Regions from separate parts of the Mus musculus genome. Here region 1 is linked to region 2. Evidence: chromatin contacts called from public Hi-C data. All regions are on one chromosome and are shown on one strand. Each heading gives the region's core, a stretch centred on a gene start, on an enhancer-like site or on the middle of the called end of the contact. The rest is flanking DNA. Distances are from core to core; before and after follow the strand shown. Region 1 has its middle 16 kb from the start of Mtx3. Region 2 overlaps Thbs4 (thrombospondin 4).

Region 1 (2,700 bases), core at 28-2,527, 77 kb after region 2:
CCCCTCAGAGCTCAGGGAAGAGGAGGCACCAGGTTGTTCATGTATATATTATGGCTTCAGGTTTAGTGTTTTTATAATTATCTATTTTAATTGATTGATTGATTGAGACACAGGCTCACTACACAGCCCTGGCTGGCCAGAAACTCACACAGAGCTCTGTTTGCCTCTGCCTTCCAACAGCTTGGATTAAAAGCATGTGCCATCATGCCCAGCTCTCTATAATTCTAGTTGACCACTCATTCTGTATTTGCCATAACTACAGAATGCTAAAGGTTGCAGCTTTGTCTTAATGGACAACCAGTTCATCTTACTCTTCATTTCTACACTTTTCTAGAATTTTTGTAGACCACAGCAGAGGGACAGTTGACTATAGTGGATGAGGAGCAGCCAAGCTGCAACTGGAACCCTGAGCCTTCCTGGCTGAGTTGAAGCTGACTGTTCTATGACATCATTCAGGATTGCCTTAACATTTAATTTTTCCTGCTATCCTGCAGAATGAACATGGAGAGAACATTAAGCTCTGGGATGAAGGCTCTCAAGTCCAGTGGCAAGTGCTAGCATCCTGTGAGGGTCTGTGTGTTGTGTCACAGGTAAAGGAGGCAAAATATGAGGGGTAATTTGACGTATTGCCTCGAATCTCTAGATTAACCCCCCCATGAGAAATGATATCATCCCATTTAATGAGAGTTCCACTCCCCAGGACCTAAACTCCTTCCTACCAACCCTGATGCATTGGAAATGAAGTTTCCAATGCATAAGTTTGGGGACAAACACCCAAATTACAACAAATTTCTGTGAAATGAATCAACGATTTTTTTTCCATCTGGAGGAAAAATTAAATGTTAAGGCAATCCTGAATGATGTCATAGAACAGTCAGCTTCAACTCAGCCAGGAAGGCTCAGGGTCCCAGTGAAAGCTGCCCGACACATGTAGAAACTGAGGCAGCCAAGCAGATTTTAAGAACCTTCTTAGCTGTAAAAGTTAGCATCCTTTATTTCCCCCTGTCTGGCCCTAACTCATTCTGATGACATCAGGATCCCCACACCTGCTGTCCCAGAATTCCCTGAACTCACCTTCACTTTCAACGTTTAAAGAAACAGACCTGGAATGTTCTAAATCTACAATAGATGAAGATCCTCTGCGGAATGTCTCACCAGACTGTTTCTGAAGACAGATACCAGATGCGAAAGAGGAAGATTAACTATGCAGACAACGAGCTGGTAAATTACAGTAAATTATACAGTGACGGCAGCAGAGGGGTCTGGAGGGAAAGGCAGTTTCATTTTGAACTTGGCTAAGGCGTCTGTTTTTGTCCCCAAGGGGAAGGAGGCTCATTCAGACACGCATGCTCGCTGCTTTTCCTGCTCTTTGGGGCAGCTGTGGTTGCCGGCCTCTTCTCTCCTCTTTCCTGTCTGTTGTGGGAGCTGCTTTAAATTGGATGAAGTTATTTTGCGGGTGGGTTTTAGAATCCCATATGCTGCTGGCAGCTGAGTGAGGCTTTCTATCAATGGGAGATGATAGATAGAGAGTTATCTATCAGAAAGCTGATTGATAGGACCCTTAGCCTAGCGAAGTGCATGGTGGCCTCCCGCTCTGCTTAGAACCATTGTTTCTTCTCTTCTGTTTCCTCTTCCTACTTATTTCTTCTCCTTAGCCTCGGCCTCTCTGGCCTTGTTCTTATTCCCTTTCCCTCTTTCTCCCCTCCCCTAAATATGACTCGAGACTCCGTTTCTCCTTTGAAGAGCAATGAAAGGCTTGTAACATTTAGGCAATTAAAAAACATATGTGGAATAATAAACATTTGCTTAGACTAGACTACTCAGCTATCAGGTTCATTATAGGAAACCTTCCATACCCCATCCACTGATGATAGACACCTTCATCTCTCCCAGCCCAGTAGCCAACCACAGTGCTTCACAATGGGCAACTAGACAAAAGCTCAAGGTGACCTTATTACCCATGCCAATCACCAAGTGAGAAGGCATCTAAGCTGTGCTTAAACACATAACAGTCTTGCCCACACCTACAACAGAACCAAAGGTAGGAGCAGAATCCCATATTGGGATTCCAGTGAAATGAGAATCCAGTGCCTCCGGTCAGGGCATTGCTCTAGCAGAAGAGGACAGGGTGAAAAGAGAAAGCAGACATTGAGGAAGCTGCTGGAAAAGGATCAAAGAGTGCTTGAGGCACTGGCTGTTGAATAAGCCACAAGCATTCATTGTGTGCTTACTGGATGTTGTAGATCATATATGAAACGTGCATAGAAAATCTGTGTGAAATTTTCACAGGCAGGCAACCATACATAATTTGAACAAATAGAATCAGAATGAGTAATAGCTCACTAGTGTTTACATTCAGAACTGTTTTGTAAAGAAGCTGACACATATGCCACCATCTCTGATGGCACCCTTCTTCTGGACACCTCTTTATTTTTCGCTGTCATTACTCTGGGACCTAGGTGAACATGGACATCAAGGTTCTCAGAACTGTGAACTATCTCACAGTTATAAACCATGACACAGCTTACAAACTCTCTTCGTCCTGGGATTTTTCTATTGCCCAGAATGCACACTGAATTCTTTCAGGGTGTAGATGATATTTAAAGCATTAATTCAAGTAATATGCAAATCACAATTTTACAAGACAAGATTTGGTTTTTGTTGTTACTGGTAAACAACCTCAAAGAGTATGTCAGCTCC
Region 2 (2,700 bases), core at 6-2,505:
TATGCCTAGAATTCAATACCTAGCAGGACACGAAACCAGGTATGATGCATACCTTTAAACCTAGTATGAAGAAGTCGGGGCAGGAGGACCAGAAGCTCACGGTGATCTTTGGTCACACAGAGAGTTTGGGACCAGTCTGGTTTATATGAGAACCCATCTAAAACCATAAAATAATAATAAAATAAATTGCCAAACTTCTTTAGAATTAAATCTCAAGGGGATTTATAAAATTTCTGGGTATCTTGATTGACTACTGGAAAGTATCGGCTAGTACACAGCTGCAGAAAGCTTCTGCCCTGTACACATGGTGACTGGCTCTACTGTCATTGTCACCAGACCCTACATCCCACTGTTTTTGTTACCTCAAAGGCAGCCACTCTCCCTTCACTGCCCAGCGAATGCTTACTGGCTGTTTGCTTCCTGCCTGGTACTGTGGGATCTGAATACAGTGACAGACATAGAATGACAAGATCTGTTTTCTTCCATTTGACTCACAGGACGCTAGGGGGAGCCAAATCCGTAAGTGTCTGTGGAAGGAGGTGACAGAAAGGCTGAGGGAAGGGTGTCAGAAGAACAAGGCAAGCTTAGTTCAGGTTTCTCAGGATGTCACCTCCTCCCGAAGCCTGGGGTGGGGGTGGGGGGCTTCCCTGGAGACTACATTCCAAGAATGAGGAGTCTGTGTGAACAGAAAGCAGGCTTTAGCATGGCACTAAATAGGGTCACCCCAGAAATGACCTTTGGTTTGGCTGTCCGGTTCATACCCGTGCTCCGTGGCACACAGTACATACTCAAGGGGGTGGGGGTGGGGGAATAAAACCAATCTGGTAAGTTTATCAAGGATTCCTCAGAAAACAACACACATCACCAAAGCCTGAGCTTCCATTAGAAACGACTGAGCACCATGGTTATTAGAAATAGTCTCTTCTTTATTTCCACATTCATATAAAAAGTTTTGACGTATTTGGGCTGGTAAAAGAAAAGCCATGATAATATAAAGAGAATTATAGGAAGTTTTAAAAAAGATGTTGCTTTTGGTGTTTGAGAAGGCAGTTGTGGGATTGCTTCTTGGCTCAATTATCCAAGCGGTCGAAACTCTGGGTCTGGAACTCCTGGAAGTCCTCTGGTATGGTGTCTGCAACAAGAATCGGGGTGGTAGTTAGTTAATGAGGATCCTTCCAGGCTGGAATCATGGCCACCACATGCCGCCCAGGCCTCCTGTAGGGGGCGCTGTCAGCTCGCCTGAGACTCCCACAGGCTCGCAGCCATTTTCTACTTCAGGTTGCTTTGTTGCAAATCCTTGGCTTAAAGCCCAGCAGGGCTTATTCATAGGCCTAGGGAAAATTAGCAGGCAGAGTGCCTTTTTAGTCTGTGATTATGTTTGAGTCTAATGAAAAAGAAAGGCTGCCTGTAAATTAAACTGACGGAATTTCTCACCGAACCCCTAACTCTAAAACATGCAGTTAAATTCTATGGGTTTCAATTTTCAGATTTGGGAAGCAGGAAAGCCTGGCTCTGCCTTCCTCTTATGTTATGCAGGGTACATCACCATCACGCACGTGGTGGTGAGGCTTTGGGGCGGGGGGGGGGGGCGGGGTGGGAGGATGCATGTTATAGAAATAAGATTTCTTGGTTGCTCCCCTGTGCTGTTGAGGGGCACTCAGCATGAAGGTTACCGTTGCAGCGGTACTTGAGGTTGGACCAGATGATGTTTTCTTGAGAGAAGCAGAACACACCAAGTCGGCCTCCACGCATGGTGGTGTCTATGGTGACCCCAGAGTCAGCCACCAACTCCGAGCCTTCATAAAAGCGCACCCTGCAGAGAGCACAGGTGTCCACGGTGAGGAACATGGTGCCACTTCCGACTCTTGTACTTACCTCTTTATTCAGACATGTTGTTTTCCACTAACTCTAGTTGGTCCCTCCCCAGTGAGGTTAGAAGTTCCCCAGGACAGGAACCAAGAGTCCACGGCTCCCTAACTTGGTTTTTAACAGGCCCAGCATGGTGTCAGGTGCATAGTTCCTGGATCGGTACTTGCTGGTGAATTAAAACAAAATAGCTTGACATCACGGACAAGTGGTTTTGTGGCTTCACTGTCTTGTGAGTTATTTTCTCTGGATACTGTACCTAGAAGCCCTGCGCTTTCTTCTTTGGTCTAGCTGATTTCACTGGTGGACTCTCAGAGCCTTGATCAGTAGCTTTAGGCAGTTGTGGGGGCAATTTCAGTTGTCATAGTAGCACTGAGGGACAGAAGCCCCTGGATGCCAGCCTTCAATACCCCGGAGTGAGTTAGCCAAAGCTTGCCCTGTGCTCTGTACCCTTGTGGAGTGTCATGGGGAAGGTGAGCTGCGCCTCGCCTCGGAGAGGCAATGGCGTTTTACCCTGAGCATCATTTTCTTTTTTTTTTTTAAGATTTATTTATTATTATATATGAGTACACTGTAGCTGTCTTCAGACACACCAGAAGAGGGCATCAGATCTCATTGCAGATGGTTGTGAGCCACCATGTGGTTGCTGGGATTTGAACTCGGGACCTTTGGAAGAGCAGTCAGTGCTCTTACCCACTGAGCCATCTCTCCAGCCCGAGCATCATTTTCTTCTGCATTGATTTTAAGTTAAACTCCCCAATTAATTCCCCAGGGTAAACCAAGAAGTGCCTGAGCATGCCGTTCTGTTCGAAAATTAAGAGTTGGCTCCTGTAT

Evidence for each region. A called contact is a pair of places that touch in the nucleus more often than the background predicts.
Region 1: a Hi-C map of cortical neurons shows a contact between it and region 2, with 2.9 times the contacts expected there. The contact joins two enhancer-like sites. A contact is called at or near these places in 1 of 15 datasets of contacts at CTCF or cohesin (large pre-B cells) and 7 of 484 Hi-C or Micro-C datasets (the HL-1 cell line, cerebral cortex, cortical neurons and 3 more).

Annotation. Positions count from the first base shown.
Region 1 is chr13:92,827,759-92,830,458 of GRCm38.p6, forward strand. No RefSeq gene overlaps it. Among named protein-coding and RNA genes, the nearest start is that of Mtx3, 16 kb to the right of the region's middle. Within about 2 kb of position 1,278, at least 22 of the 459 cell types and tissues checked have an H3K27ac peak or open chromatin away from gene starts, as enhancers often do. A contact at or near this core is called in cortical neurons, where this site is marked.
Region 2 is chr13:92,750,681-92,753,380 of GRCm38.p6, forward strand. Thbs4 (thrombospondin 4) reads right to left here. Exons shown (of 22, transcript NM_011582.3): 21 at 1,674-1,813; 22 at 906-1,132. The coding sequence ends at 1,071. Among named protein-coding and RNA genes, the nearest start is that of Thbs4, 43 kb to the right of the region's middle. Within about 2 kb of position 1,256, at least 55 of the 459 cell types and tissues checked have an H3K27ac peak or open chromatin away from gene starts, as enhancers often do. A contact at or near this core is called in cortical neurons, where this site is marked.